2 separate regions of the Zea mays genome follow, and region 1 is linked to region 2. A link is a contact called in public Hi-C data. All regions are on one chromosome and are shown on one strand. The core of a region is the stretch at or near the end of the contact, and the rest is flanking DNA. Distances in the headings are between cores, read along the strand shown. Region 1 holds the start of LOC100280802. Region 2 holds the start of LOC100278045.

Region 1 (7,434 bases), core at 1,057-3,556, 170 kb before region 2:
ATGTGTTAATGTTATCCAAATAAAGCCTCAGTATTTTGCTTTTGAATGTAAACTGAGCTACTATATTTTCTGAATGTTGCTGCCTTAGGGCATCACCAAGAGACTAGTTAAATGTTGCTGCTGTTTGGAAAGAAGGGGTGTCGGATTTTTTTTGAAAAAAAAGAACATCACTTAGCGTGGGGAGCGTGGGTAGTGGAAGACCTTATTTGTAAAAAGACCACAACACCGTTGAATATTGGACCGATGGGTTGGATGCATTTTGCGCATGGAAGCACCGGCATCCTTTGCGTACAGGATATGCTCCACTGCTCCTTTATATGAACGAGTGGATGGCAACCGATTGAGTAATTAACTTCCAATCGTAAAAAAAAGCAGCAGAGACCATTACTTTGAGACGACTGTTAATAGGCGGTCTTAAATATTCTCCACGGAATTTCATGGCTACAGGGATAGGATGGTGATAGTGAGGGTGTGACAGGCCACAAGCAGCAGCAGAGACAATTGTCAATGACGCTTTATATTTTTCCGTATGGATATAAATAGAGATTCGGGGTGAAGACTGTCAGATCAAGCAGGACCACGACTAGATCTGAAAATTTGGGCTGACCATTTTGGGTCGTCCACGGCCTAAAAATAGAACCTCAAAAAAACATGGCCCGACATGTCTCAAATTATTGTGCTGTGACTCAACACGATTAGATGGCCTACGCTGAGGCTGGCACACCAAGAAGTGAGACACGAATTAGTAAACTAACATTATGGTTATTTTATGCTCCAATAATTTTAACTGCTTTATACAAGTTATAGGAAACATCGATTCTTATATTCATCTTAGTAGAATATATGTTCTTATTATAAACATATATGTATATAGCAATTTTGAGTCACGTTGCATGACATAACAATCTATTTTTAATTGCTTTCTCTTGCTCTTATGATTTTTTAAATCTATAATAAAGCTATGAATAATTTGAAGTTATATATTTTTCAGCCCTAACGACGACTATGGAGCTTGCCTTGGCATCTTGACAAGGACCTACCTTCCTATTTGGTTGGCTGCTAATTAAAACTTGGTATACCACATTAATTAATTCTAGGCATGTGTGTTTTGTTTCACATTATAAAGTGGGATTTGTCAAACTTTGTTACGAATAGCAGGTTCTTAGTAATTTACACACGTCGGTTGGTTGGGCCTGGACGAAGGAAGGATTTGTACAGATCAGATGAGAGAGTTTTGAGTTTGCAACTATGAACTATGTACTACTATCTATCTCTTTCGACCAAGAGATGAAAAGCAAAACATAACTAAGCTAAACTACTAGCTCGTCGTCGTAGCTGTCGTAGTTGTCGTCGTCGTCATCCTCCGTATCGACCGTGAGCTGAGGGCCAAGATATGGCGCCCCGGCGACGGTGAAACCCTCGGGCAGGTCCGTCTCTTCCAAGACAGCGAAGCCCGGGAGGGACGGGACGGGGACGTCGGTGAAGTAGGTGGAGGGGCGGCCGTGGTCCTCCGAGTAGGGCGGCGTGAGCACGTCGAGGATGGCGCAGGGCGTGACGGCGGTGAAGGCGTGCAGGTTGCCGCCGCTGCGCGGGAAGAGGACGGACGCCGGGCAGGGCGCCCGGCGCACCACGTCCGCGGCCACCACCCTGGCCAGGCCACGTTTCCTCCTCCTGGGCGGCGACGGCGAATTATCAGGCGGCGCGGCGACCCAGTCGTAGGAGCGCACGCGCACGGAGCCGTACAGCAGCTTGCTGAGCACTACCATCTCCGGGTGGTCGTGCAGCGGCAGCGTCGCGCCGGCCGGGAAGCAGAAGACGCCAATCTGCGTGATGAATGCACGAGCAGGGACGCGGGGGAATCGGTCAGATACGAAGCACAACAACACAAAACTGACTCCAGCTAGGTAGCTAGCTAGCTTTACCGAGAAATCGTCGCACTGGTGTATGTGCACGTAGGTGATCCGCGTGAACGCCGGCGCCGGCAGGAGGAGGTCGTCGTCGGACGAGGACGAGGACGACGTCGGCTTCTCCCCGTCGTCGATCCCGACGTCGGCTGCTTCCACGCCATCTGAAGCAGAGGAAAAAAAACATTAATTAATTTATATTGACCGGGCGGCCAGGCGGCGAACAAGGCAGAGGTAGTAAACTGACCGAGGATGTTCTGCAGCCATGTGATGTCCCCGAGCGTGGGCGCCACCGGCGGCGAGGAGAAGACGACGTCGCAGGCGTCGTAGAGGCGCTGCACCTTGCTGAGTGCCATGATGTGCGGCGGGAGCGCCATGGTGGTGGTGGTGAGCTGTTGCGATGGAATTGCGGTCGTCGTGGTGATTTCATTTATAAAGCTTTAACGTGGTGCGGCATGGCCCGTGGGGTGGTCTGGACTCTGGATGCCGCCCAAACCGTGGTCGCGTGCGTCCCAGCCAGCCAGCCAACCCCGGGGCACTGCCCTGCTGTTTCTGACGGCGCTGCCTGCCTTGGCTGTTCGCGCGCCCCCTTTTTTCGTTTCCTGACAAAAAGTCTAAAACTAAAAACAACTTGCTGCACTGAACTTGTGTTCGGTCGCTTGGGATCTCGACAGCGTCCACTTTGGGGTTCGAGTTTTGTACATGTAGCGCCCGTCCACTCGATTGATAATTCTTTCTTTGTTTTTTTGGTTTGTTTTGGTCTGTTCAGATTTATTTCGGGAATGGTTTAATCCCACTTGCCAAGCACTACTATACCTTGTTAGCAAAGTTGTAGTATCTTGATAAAAGTCAGGATTTGAGCGTGATGTTTTCAACAGCTGAAGCATACGGTTCTTTTTTTTTTAAAAAAAAACATCTAGTCTAATACGGAGTATTGTATACGGCACGAATCCTATCCACAGAGGCGAAAAGACAAGTTATTCCACGCGCCTCTGCCAGTGGTAAGAACCGCTGCAACGGAAAAGCTGTGATGTGGGGTGGTGGCGGCGGTAGAGCAGCAAACATGGGCCGGCGCGTTGGTATGGATGCGCATGCATGCGCTGTGCCCAACACACAGGCCGACAGGCGCCCACGTGCCACTAGGGTGCTAATGGATTATGATCCAAATAATTTTTCATAAACTGTTAAGACTCTAAATAAAGTTTAATTAAAAAATAAATAAAAATAGAGTTTAATACTAACCTGATTCGATCATTAAATCTTTAGAGTCATTATCACCCTACGTGCCATCTATCACACCTAGCCTAGCTCATGCCATGGATGGATACACTTTATTATCTAGCCCGCTCCAGATATCCAATCCGGACGAAACGGCAAAAGAGGCCCAAAATACGATGGCCTGCCCAACATGGAAAAGTAGGGGAAAAAAAGAGAAGACATTTTTTTCTCACAAATTTCGGTGAAACAATGAAGAAAAGAAACTCCTAAACTATAGTGATCTATTAGGACAGCTGACAAACGTTTGTATCACCCGAAAATGAAAGAAAGAAAGAAAGAAAGAAAGAAAAAAGGTCTCAGGCTCAGAGCTTGCGCGCGAGCTGGATGAGCAAGTTGGCTTTCCTCTGCGCCCTGCTGGTGCCGTTCTTGGCGATCCTGGAGAGGTCCTCGTGGAGTCCGAACCTGAGCCCGTGCACCAGCAGCGGCCTGTTGTTGCTGCCCAGCTCCAGCAGCACCGACAGCGCGCACTCCTTGTTCTTGGGCGTGCCGTCCTTGATCAGCCGCACCAGCCTCTCCACGAACGCCGTCGTCCCGATCTCCGCGCGGCACGCCGCGTGCGACGACAGCACCAGGAAGATGGACAGCGCCTCGTCCACCATGCCCAGCGCGCTGTCGTCCATCACCCCGATCAGCGCCGCCACCACGCCCGCCTGCGTGGCCCGGACCTTGTTCTGCGGGCTCAGCACCAGGTTGAAGATGGCCGTGGCCGCGTCCTTCTTCCCGCGGGCGGTGCCGCTGCTGCGCAGGAGCTCCACCAGCGGGGCCAGCCCGCCCAGGCTCCCGATCGCCGCCTTGTTCTCGTCCAGCATCGACAGGCTGAACAGCGTCGCCGCCGAGTTCTCCTGCGCCTCCGGGCTGCCGTTCCGCAGGATCTCGATCACCAGCGGGATGGCGCCTCCCCTCGCGATCAGGGCCTTGTTCTTGTCGTCGATGGACAGGTTCAGCAGCGACGTCACCGTGTTCTCCTGCGCCTTCTTGTCGGGGCACGCCAGCAGCCCGATCAGCGCCGGGATGCCGCCGCTGTCGACGATCAGCGCCCGGTTCTCGGGGCACTCCTTGGAGAGCCGACGGATCTTCTTCACCGCCTTGCGCTGCACGTCGGGGTGGATGGACGACATGCCTTCCACCAGCGACGGGATGCTGTCGGCCGCGTCCGCCGCCTCCCCCTTCCGCTCCGACTCCGTCTCCGCCGGCTCCCGCTTCTGCAGCTCCACCATGTTCCTCTCGCACCACTGCAGGATCAGGTTCTTGAGCGCGTAGTTGGGCGCCAGCGACAGGTGCGCCAGCGGCTGCCGCGACTTGGGGCACGTCCGCTCCCCGCCGTCCAGCCACTTCTGGATGCTCCGCCGCTCGTACGTCTGCCCGCTGGCCACGATCACCGGGTCCGTCATGATCCCCAGCGTGATGGGGCACAGGAAGTCGTTGGGGATCATCAGGGAGGGGCACTTGTCAAGGCTTTTGGGCATGGACACGTCGCCGCCAAGGACGTCCTTCTCGTCCACGCCCGCGATCTCCTTGAAGCGGTTCAGCAGGCCCACCATCTGCGTCGTGCTCTCGTTCCTCTCGTTGATGAGCTTCTTTACGGCCATCGTCTCTGCCCTCAGCTCCGCCAGCGTCTGCAGCTCCAGCTTCCTGGCGAGCCTCTCCAGGATGGCCCTGTCGGCGTTCCTCTCCTGCTCCTCCTCCTCCTTGTTCTGGAGGATCACCATCAGATCCATCGACAGCTCCATGTCTTGAGTGTCCGTTCGCTTCTTGCACCTCATCAGCTGTGCGTTCATCAGCTCCACCTGGAAGAATTGAATGGCACTGTAAAGAATTGATGGCAGCTAGCCGGAGATGCGTATGCGTAGGTGGCGCGCGCGCGAGGGCTTACTTGCTCCTTGACCTCGTCGGAGATGGCGAGCTCGGCGTACGGCATCCCGTCCAGCGCGCTGTGCATCTTCTCGTACACGTCGCGGAACTGGGCAAGCACCGTCTCGCTCTCAAGCGCCTGAAATCAAACCAAACCAAATAAAAACAAAAGGAAGAGTATCAACATGACAACATGCATGGGCCGGCCGGGCCGCCAGGGCATTAATGAGCATGCATGGCACTGACAGGCACATCGAATCGAACCAACCAGGTAGATCTTGCTGCCGTCGTGGCAGGTTCGTAGCAGGCGTCGCGCGGCGGCGAGCGCGCGGCCGAGAAGGGCGAGCCGGCGGTAGGCGTCGTCGGTGAGCCGGGGCGCGGCGTCGCGGAGCTCCTCCAGGAGCGGGAGGACGAGCTGCAGCCAGCGGAGGAGGTTGGCGCACTCCTTGCGCTGCGTGCGCCGGAACTCCGCGAAGGCGCGCGCCGCGTTGACGGTGAGCAGGAGCTCCTCCACCAGGTCCTCGTCGTCCATCTCCCGCCCCATGGACGATGGCTCCGCGGGGTCGTCCGGGGACGACGGTGGCAGCGTTGGTGGCGGCGGCATCAAGCGCTCCGACGCTCTGGGCCAGCCAGACACGGCACAAGAAAATAAAAAATGGAGAATTGCTATGTATAGTTAGTGCGGTGCCCCCTGCATGCCAAAATCTATACTACCATCCCGACCTCCATTTATATTTCTTCTACGAGGAAGCGCAACAAGAGAAGCCTCAAAATAGTGCTTAATTTGGTTCATCCTCCTCCTCTCCGGCCCTCTAGGTTAACTTGCACTCCGTATATGGATTTAATTGATTTATGAGCTGTGCATCATATTTCTTCATGTAGAAATTATAGCAGCTGATATTATTTGTGCAGTCGTTGTAGGCAATTAAACTATTCTGTGAAAGGAGGGTACGGTATAGCCGTTGGTATTGGTACGGTGTAGAGATGACCAAACGGGCCGTTCGGCCTGGGTCCGGTGAAGCCCGATCCGTTTTAGGTCCAGCCCACTAGGCATGGTTAGGAAACCAGGCTGGGCCATTTAAACCCGCGGGCTCGTTTCCCTGTTCGAGCCTGGCTCGCAGCGGGTCTAAACGGGCTGGGCCGGCCCGGTAAACACGGAAAATGTGGGCCGAAAACGGGCTAAGCAGGCAGTTAAGCACAATTTAGTGTAAAAAGCGGGCTTGACAGGCTTCAAGGTAAACGGGTCATGTCAGGCCAGCCCACCGTGCATAGTTTCCTGTCCAGACCCGGCCCGGTGATTCATGCAGGGTCGGTCCAGGCCCGCATAGAACTGGGTCGTGCTGGGCTCAGATCGGGCTCAAACAGTGGGCTTCGTGCCGGGCTCACGGGCCTCGTGCTTATTGGCCATCTATAGTACGGTGTGGTATCAGCATGTCAACCGGGCCCACCCATATATCCCTTTCTTTATGTACCACTTATTTTTTTGTGTGCTTGTTTTCCCTTTTTCCATTCATTTTTGGACGGTACACGCATGTGGCTCTCTACAACCGGTCGCTGCTATGTTAAGTTAACGAGCCAACTTAGCTTGGCTCATTTGTCAGCTTGAGCTGGCTCGTTTGTCTCGCGAGCCACATAAAAAGCTAGACGTGCACGCATGTATCTAGTCCTGATCTTATCTGTACCGACATCAGGACCACCCAAGATAACTCTTTTTACCAATTACCTTCCTTGAATCATTTGCTGCAGATAGCATACTTTTCTGTAGTAACTAGGCTCACAACTGAATAGTAAACAGGCAAAACAGTCAACAGCCAATAGAGTAAGGCAAAACTGAACAAGCAACTAAGCAAGTGCACGAAAACTGAACAAGCAAGTGCATCGTGCACACAAGCAAGAGTAAGACAAAGACTGAATCACTGAAAGACACAAAGTGAAAACTGAACAAGCAAGCAACAACCGACAGAGAAGTAGCGAGAGCATGCAGGACCCGCCCATGAGGCCATGAACCTGATTGGCTGATTCCCAGCAACAGCATTACATCACAGCAAGGCGCTTTCCCCTGCCAACAAGCACTTTGTACATTCTGCGCCAACAAGATTGTACCACTGGACTAGAGAGACTAAAGACAATTGTGCATTCTGTTCCAAGGTGAGTAAGATTTTGGCCACTTTTACAAGCACTTTCCTGCCATGAAAATTAAACAACGAAAGGTCCAGAAGTCCAGATTCCAGAACCAGTCACAGTGAACCACCAAAAGGCTAGCACTGCTGCACTAGAAGCACAAGTGCATAACAACACAACTGCTGTATGTCAACCTGCCAACAAAAGGCTAGCAACATTTAAAGGCTACAACTACAACTAATGTCTCCGTTAGAAGTTCTAAGTTAGAATCTGCCAACAT
Region 2 (6,908 bases), core at 158-2,657:
ATTCTGCTACTATCTGGGAATATTATTGTCTGGTTGCTGCAAACTCCATTGTATTGTGTGTAGAGAGATTAATTACTAGTAAAGTGCTCTTCCCTTTGCTAGCTATATATTTTTTAAAGAACAACAACATATGGGCTAATCTTATATGGTTACCTAGTTTGTATTTGGGTCCTGTGAATCTGTGCTCAGTAGTGTGCAGGGTAGGTGTTGATCAAAGATTGAACTCAACAACAAGGAATCTGAATTATGCTGCGAATATGTCTGAAATCACTTTGTTCAGCATGCTGAAACTCAGGCCCTCCTGTTCAGAGGAGAATGCTTTGTGTTAATTAGATAGATAGATTGCGATGCCACGTGTTTCCACCTTTCGCTTAGGATAATAACTTTTTTCATGGTTATCCAATTCATGATGGGGGTATCTATCTGTTTTTCTTTTGTCTAGAATTATGTACAGAAGAAAATAGTGACAGCATTAGTGATTATTTTTTTGTTCCTTGATTTCCTAGCTTTCAATGTACAGCGCCAATAAAAACAGAGGGTTGGCGTTTGTAACCATGGGTTCAGAAGAGGAGGCTCTTGCAGCTCTCACCCATCTCAATTCAACTGTAAGTTACTTTTAATTGAACAAAGCGTTGTTTCAGCTCGCTCTGCTTAACTGACCATTATTTCCCGTCTGTTTTTATGTAGATTTTAAATGATAGGAAAATTAAGGTGGACTTCGCAAGGCCTAGAAAGAAGCAACCTAAGCAACCTGCTGTGGTATCGGATGACACGGAAAAGTATGTTGTGTTTGTCGGGAATTTGACATGGAGGGTAAGAAATCGTCACCTTCGGGAATTATTTGCCTCTGCCCCAGGTGTGGTATCAGCTGAAGTTATCTTCCATACCACCACTCCGAGACGATCTGCTGGCTACGCGTTTGTTTCTTTTTCTTCGAAAGAGAGCGCAGGGGCCGCCATATCTGCTTTCAACGGAAAGGTAAAAATATATTAGTAATGGGGGTGGTTCTACTTGGTACTACCAGTTGCTGCTTTCGTATTTGACCTAGTATGATCTTCTGATCATTATTGCAGATATTGATGGGACGGCCCATTAACGTGATGTTCAAAGATGAAAATGGTGAAAAGAATGAACCTTCTTCTGTCCCAAAGAAGGCCGAGGTGGAACCATCTGATGACCAGAGTGATAAGCTAAGCATGAACTGTTAACGAAACAAATAGGTCATATCTGTCATTACACACACATATATATTCTGACCCATGGTATTTCCTTTTCAGAAATAGTTATGTCCCTTGTTTTATTGATTTGCCAATCTGGTGTATGTTCGTCGTGAGGCAAACGTGAGCGCTGTGAGGGCGTCAAATCCTCCCGCGCGCGTTGCAAGGGTCCTAAATATAAACTTAATTAGGTTTAATAAATTTGTCTCGTCTTTTTAATTTTATAGTTTCTATATTTAATACTCGTAATTACTATTTAAACATTCGGTGTGACATAAATTAAATTTTAGTTAGGTGGAACCAAACAGAGAATTGAGGGGGGTTGCAGTGAATTAGGAGAGGATTTTGACATATAGGGCATTTGTAGATTTAAGACAAACGAACATGAGTCATGGGCAGCCAATGAACATGATTCCATACGTATTGTTGGCCGACGAAAGGAAAATAAGTATACTCGGACGTATTTGCGTAGGAGCATAGCAGTTGGACTGGACATGCCGTGTAATGCACCACGACGCGGTTAACTCGGGACGGAAGCAACGCAACTCGGCACGAAGAAGGAAAAGCCACCACCGGTTCCTCCGCCGTCCCCGCGGTTTCAGTTCCTTGCTTGCTTGCTTGCTCTTGCTCTCCCTCTCTCGTGGAAGCCAGCCACACAAGGCAGAAAGAGAGAGTGACGTTGTGTTCCATCCCGTTCCGCTGAAGCAACCGCTCTCCTACACCAAACCACCCACACCACTCTAGGTCTCTAGCCGATGCGATGGATGTGGATCCAGCAGCGGACCAGCGGAGGAAGAACAAGGGCGGGCTGGAGTCGGAGCTGGAGCGCCACTACGACGACCTGCAGCGGGAGATGATGCTGATGGCCGCCGATCGGCCGCACAAGCAACTGCAACAGCATCGACGTCACGGGCACCGCCCCGATCTGCTCCAGAACTGCGACCTGCCCCCACCGGCCAAGCTCTTCGGCCCCGTACCCACCCTGCAGAGGTCCTTCTCAATCCCCGATCTCATCTCATCTCGGTTTCGGTGTTTGATTCATTCCTTGAATTGAGCTGGATTCCTCCAATCAATTGGGAAGGCTGGAGACCGCTGCTGCCAAGGACCACAAGGCCGACGACGGCCTGCTGCGGGCGCTGCGCCTGTCGCAGTCGCGCGCGCGGGAGGCGGAGGACAAGCTGGCGGCCGCGGGCGCCACCAACGTCGACCTCGCGGCGCTGCTCGTGCGGGACTCCGTCGCGCTCTCCGCCCACCGCCGCTGGGTCATGATGCTGGAGGCCGAGAATTCCCTGCTCCGAGGACCACGACGAGATGCGGATGGTCCGGAACCGGACCACGGAGCCGGCGGGGTGGCCGCGTGGTGGGTCGCGCTCGCCGTCTGCGTCGGCGTCGCCGGCGTCGGCCTCGCGCTCGGCAGGTTCCTCTGCTGAACAACTGTGATGGATCATTCTCCTTCCTTCCTGCTGCTGTAGAAAGTGTAAATCTACTTCGAGACGACGATCGATCGATCAATCAATCAGTCAAAAAAAAAACTGTAAATACTGCTACAGTAGTACGGAGTAGGATTGGTCTCCAAGTTAAAGTACCCATTCCTGCACGCTTTCTGCTTTAGCTTGTGGAAACAATCTGTTGAGAATTTGATGCCTGCCGTGAGGTTCCGTGTCACTTTCCATTGCTCACAGTCACAGCACAGAAATTGTCGCGCATTCATGTACGACGACAAGGACTTTTCCCTGTAGTTGTAATCCATTTTTTTTGAAAAAAACAATTAATTGATTTTACCTGTAAATTCTCCAGTTCTTTTACGGGTAAATTCTAAAATGCGCAAGCAATTCTTCACCAAATGGAAGCAGGTCGAGTCAGTCCTAGATGGGGTCGGTGGCACCTGCTCCGCTTTGCCATCTGCTCTTGAACACGTCAGTCAAGGACGACCAAAGAGAAGAAAACTACTACAATACAACTGATACAGACAGAGAAATAAAGAGATTTTATTCATATTGGACGACGAAAATTCAATATGTCCTTCTCGGTGGTGGTTGCTGCAACCTGGAGATGTCGGAACGAGGCGCGCGTGGTGCCACATTGACTTGAACAAAAAGATTTCGTCATGTGTTCCGTTCCGTGATAATCATGTTTGATTTGTGTCTTGTTTGACTGAATCTCTCCTAGTCCTTGAAAAGCATAGGCATATTTCGTATTTAAAATATGCTAATTGAAAATAGATAATCTCGAAAGGGTCTCACACCTAACATTTCTATCCCCCCCACCCATAATACCATTCTTTATTTAGCTACTTAGGGGTAGTTTAGAAACTCAAATTATCTCAGCATCATTAGTATAGAGAAGCTCTATATAAGCGGTTGTGAACACATTTGTACCGGCATTTTTGCAGACCTATCGGTTGTGAACACATTTGTACTGGCTTGATTAGTAGGCTAGTACATCTATTTGTCACTTACTAGTAACATATAACATACATGGTGTTCATGGACATTATCAAGCAATACGCCTGTGACTTGGTGTCCTTGTTACATACATATAAGGCGACACACACTCCTCTTGTCCATGACACAAAATCATAACTCACAAATTAACTATTGAGTTGGTCTTTACCATGCACCCTCGTCCTGATAGATTCCTAGCACCGCGTTTTGTAAGTTCATCTGCTAGCAGAGCAAAGACCGGCAATCAGGAGTGACTTTTCCATGCATGCAACTATCTGTTCGTTCTTCTATCTTTCCGCTACTACTTGGTCAATGCATGGATGAGGATGTCATGGGTGACACATGCACTACATAATCAGAGCCGTACCTAATGCATGGATTATATTTTCTGTTCGTTGATCGATTCTCTATGTATGAACGCCGGACGATCGTCGTCCGAATGAAACTCTGAGTTAAGGGCTTTACATATTGTTCCAATAATAATACAGGAAACTTAATTATTATATATCAGCAACCGTAAGTAGGAAATAATAATTTGATATTCTTCCTCTCTCTATATATATATATATATATATATTCAATTATTACATGATCGTCCTAAATTTAAAAATAGGTGATGCATGAGCTCATATATATGGTTGTTGTTGGTTAGCTAGCTAGTAGCTAGTATTGGAATTAACCTAATAACCTAGCTAGCTACTCCAACGAACTCAACAGCAAATGGCGTCTCTCTCTCTCTCTCTCTCTCTCTCTCTCTCTCTCTCTATATATATATATATATATATATATATATATATATATATATATACTACGTCGTCGTCTTCCTGCTTTCGGTCAATATAATATAATATATCATGCATTAGGTACGGTGGAGAAAAAAAGGCACCTAAATTATTAATTAGGCCATTTGGAAGATGGATATAAACACAGCGTGCGATTATTATTTTGCAACACCACGACGTTATCCCGTTTGACGTCAAATGAATGAATGGCTTCTCTTCCGGCCGACCGGCGGGAAGCCTTTGCCTCCATATATATTGTAATCGTAAATTAATTTACGTGTATATATAGAGCATATCAAGATCTTCCATGCATGGTACGTATTAGATATATAATCAAATATATTTTATTACGTGATGTGGTGCCTAATGTCAAAACGGTACGGAGAAAATTCCAAAGATATCGACAATTAAAAAATGACACGTTCGAATATATATAATAATGGTGTTAATCTGGGAAGAAGAAGAAAACGCCTAATTGTAACATGAGCTAGCTGGTAGCCTTTTGGCAAATAAACAAAAATAAAAAAAATTCGTGAGCTAGCTAGGGCGGCCTTGGCATCGCTTGTCCTAATTAACCACTCCATCATATATCGATCCCTTAATTTCTTTAATGGACGCGTCTTTGACAAAACGCACAAATTAGTTAAAGGGCCTGGTGGCTAATAATATATACTTGCATATTATAGCCGTCTAGAAGCATTGGACTTGGACCGTACCATGCATGAGAAAGAAAATTACGACCACACCTACCATACATGATGGAACCATTCGCAGCTAGCATTATTCGAGAGGAAAGGAGGAAGAACTGGAGAGGAAACAAAAGTGTAGGATCGAGGGAGAGGGAGAGCGGCCAAGCGTGGACCAACGACTCCTCTTCTCCGATCCTCCCGCAGCTGCAGGCCGTAGCTAGCTCTATAAAAAGCTAAGGGAGCCTGCCTGCCATCGTCGTGCATCGTCATCCACCACGATCGATAAAGCTAATTAAGCTGCTACTGCTACGCTAGCCTCGATCGATCAAGCAAGCAGCTCACAGACCCACCGGCCCACCCACCCACCCACATGGCGGCGTCCCGTTCCGCTCTGATCACGCTGCTCGTCCTTGTGAGCTCCGTCGCGGCGGCCTCGGCGACCACGTTCACCGTCGGCGACAGTAGCGGCTGGAGTCGTAGCGTCAACTACGACAACTGGGCCAGTGGCAAGACCTTCACGGATGGAGATCAGCTAGGTGCGTAGTAGTATTACTACTCTTTCTTATGCATGATGAATTGAATGAACAAACGAAACGTAAATATATATATGCAATTACATCCATATGCATGCATGCAGTGTTCAACTTCGCCACCGGGAACCACGACGTGGTGGAGGTGGACAAGAGCGGATACGACGGCTGCTCCACCACCAACGCCGCCAACACAATCCAAAACGGCCCCGCCACCGTCAACCTCACCTCCGGCACCCACTACTACATCTGCGGCATCAGCGGCCACTGCAGCGGCGGGATGAAGCTCGCTGTCACCGTCGGCTCCGGCTCCGGCTCCGGCTCCGGGTCCCCCACCCCCGGCGGCGGCTCGCCCAGCACACCCACACCAACCACCCCGAGCGCCCCCGCCCCCGACACTCCGGCCGGCGCGTCCGTGCGCCTCACGGCCGGCCCAGCGCTCGCCGTGGCCGCCACCGTGCTCGTCGCCCTCTTCTGATCTGATCTGATACTTCATGCATGCACCGTGCCAGGACCAGGATAGAGGCAGTGCAGGATTATAGTATTCTTGTGTACGTACGTACATACTTTGTTGTTGAGCTAGCGTTTTCATTCTGACGACGGCGGATTATTGTACTCTCGTACGTTTTTATTTCCACATGTATTACTACTATCATTCATGCTTTCAATTCTTCATTGTTAATTTGTTGCCTGTGGTGTATCATCATTCATACGCAAGGTACTTACCAAGCATATGGTGCTAATTGGTCCATCTCTCAGGCTCAACTTTGTTTTCCGCCTCTTGACGTTGCTCTAACCGGCCGGCGGCCTTTCGTCCAAAGCAAAACAAATTAAAATTTTTAAAAAATATTGGGTTTCAAATAAAGGTTTGCTTTTCATTCTAGAAGCCTAAAACTGATGCTGACTAAACAAGCGCAAAATACTACCTAGTTAATTAAAAAAGATTTGAATTTTTCCAGACAAGGAAACAGGACATTATTATTAATTGTTAGGTTGTGGGAGTAGATGTTAGTGTTGGGTTTGTTAATTTGAGAGCCGAGCCGACCTTAGCTTGCGAGTGGTTTGGGGCAGTTGGGTTAGGTATGCAAACGACGATGGGACTAGACCATCCAAGGTCGATCGAGGAAAAAAATGGCCCCGTGATAGGGACTTGGGTTTGTTCTTCGCAATGGTAGCATAATCCACGGAAAAACAATGCCGAGTCGGCATCGTAGTATACTAGTATGTGGCTAGGTCGTCTAACGTA

Evidence for each region. A called contact is a pair of places that touch in the nucleus more often than the background predicts.
Region 1: a Hi-C map of tassel shows a contact between it and region 2, with 4 times the contacts expected there. The contact joins the promoter of LOC100280802 here to the promoter of LOC100278045 in region 2. A contact is called at or near these places in 14 of 25 Hi-C or Micro-C datasets (bundle sheath, ear, endosperm and 5 more) and 1 of 3 datasets of contacts at active chromatin or transcription factors (leaf).

What each region holds. Positions count from the first base shown.
Region 1 is chr1:186,341,140-186,348,573 of Zm-B73-REFERENCE-NAM-5.0, reverse strand. LOC100280802 reads right to left here and starts at 2,306. Exons shown (of 3, transcript NM_001367141.1): 1 at 2,152-2,306; 2 at 1,923-2,068; 3 at 1,243-1,823. The coding sequence starts at 2,281. The coding sequence ends at 1,311. LOC103641388 (U-box domain-containing protein 15) reads right to left here and starts at 5,815. Exons shown (of 3, transcript XM_008664748.3): 1 at 5,302-5,815; 2 at 5,056-5,172; 3 at 3,328-4,969. The coding sequence starts at 5,637. The coding sequence ends at 3,485. It overlaps LOC103641349 (RNA cytosine-C(5)-methyltransferase NSUN2), which reads left to right. Exons shown (of 17, transcript XR_560270.4): 16 at 992-1,073; 17 at 1,159-1,305.
Region 2 is chr1:186,167,062-186,173,969 of Zm-B73-REFERENCE-NAM-5.0, reverse strand. LOC100278045 reads left to right here and starts at 1,407. Exons shown (of 2, transcript NM_001151452.2): 1 at 1,407-2,207; 2 at 2,299-2,861. The coding sequence starts at 1,978. The coding sequence ends at 2,647. It overlaps LOC100283883, which reads left to right. Exons shown (of 4, transcript NM_001156781.2): 2 at 507-605; 3 at 688-978; 4 at 1,074-1,413. The coding sequence ends at 1,208. LOC100191824 (blue copper protein) reads left to right here and starts at 5,406. Exons shown (of 2, transcript NM_001137248.1): 1 at 5,406-5,668; 2 at 5,770-6,328. The coding sequence starts at 5,503. The coding sequence ends at 6,140.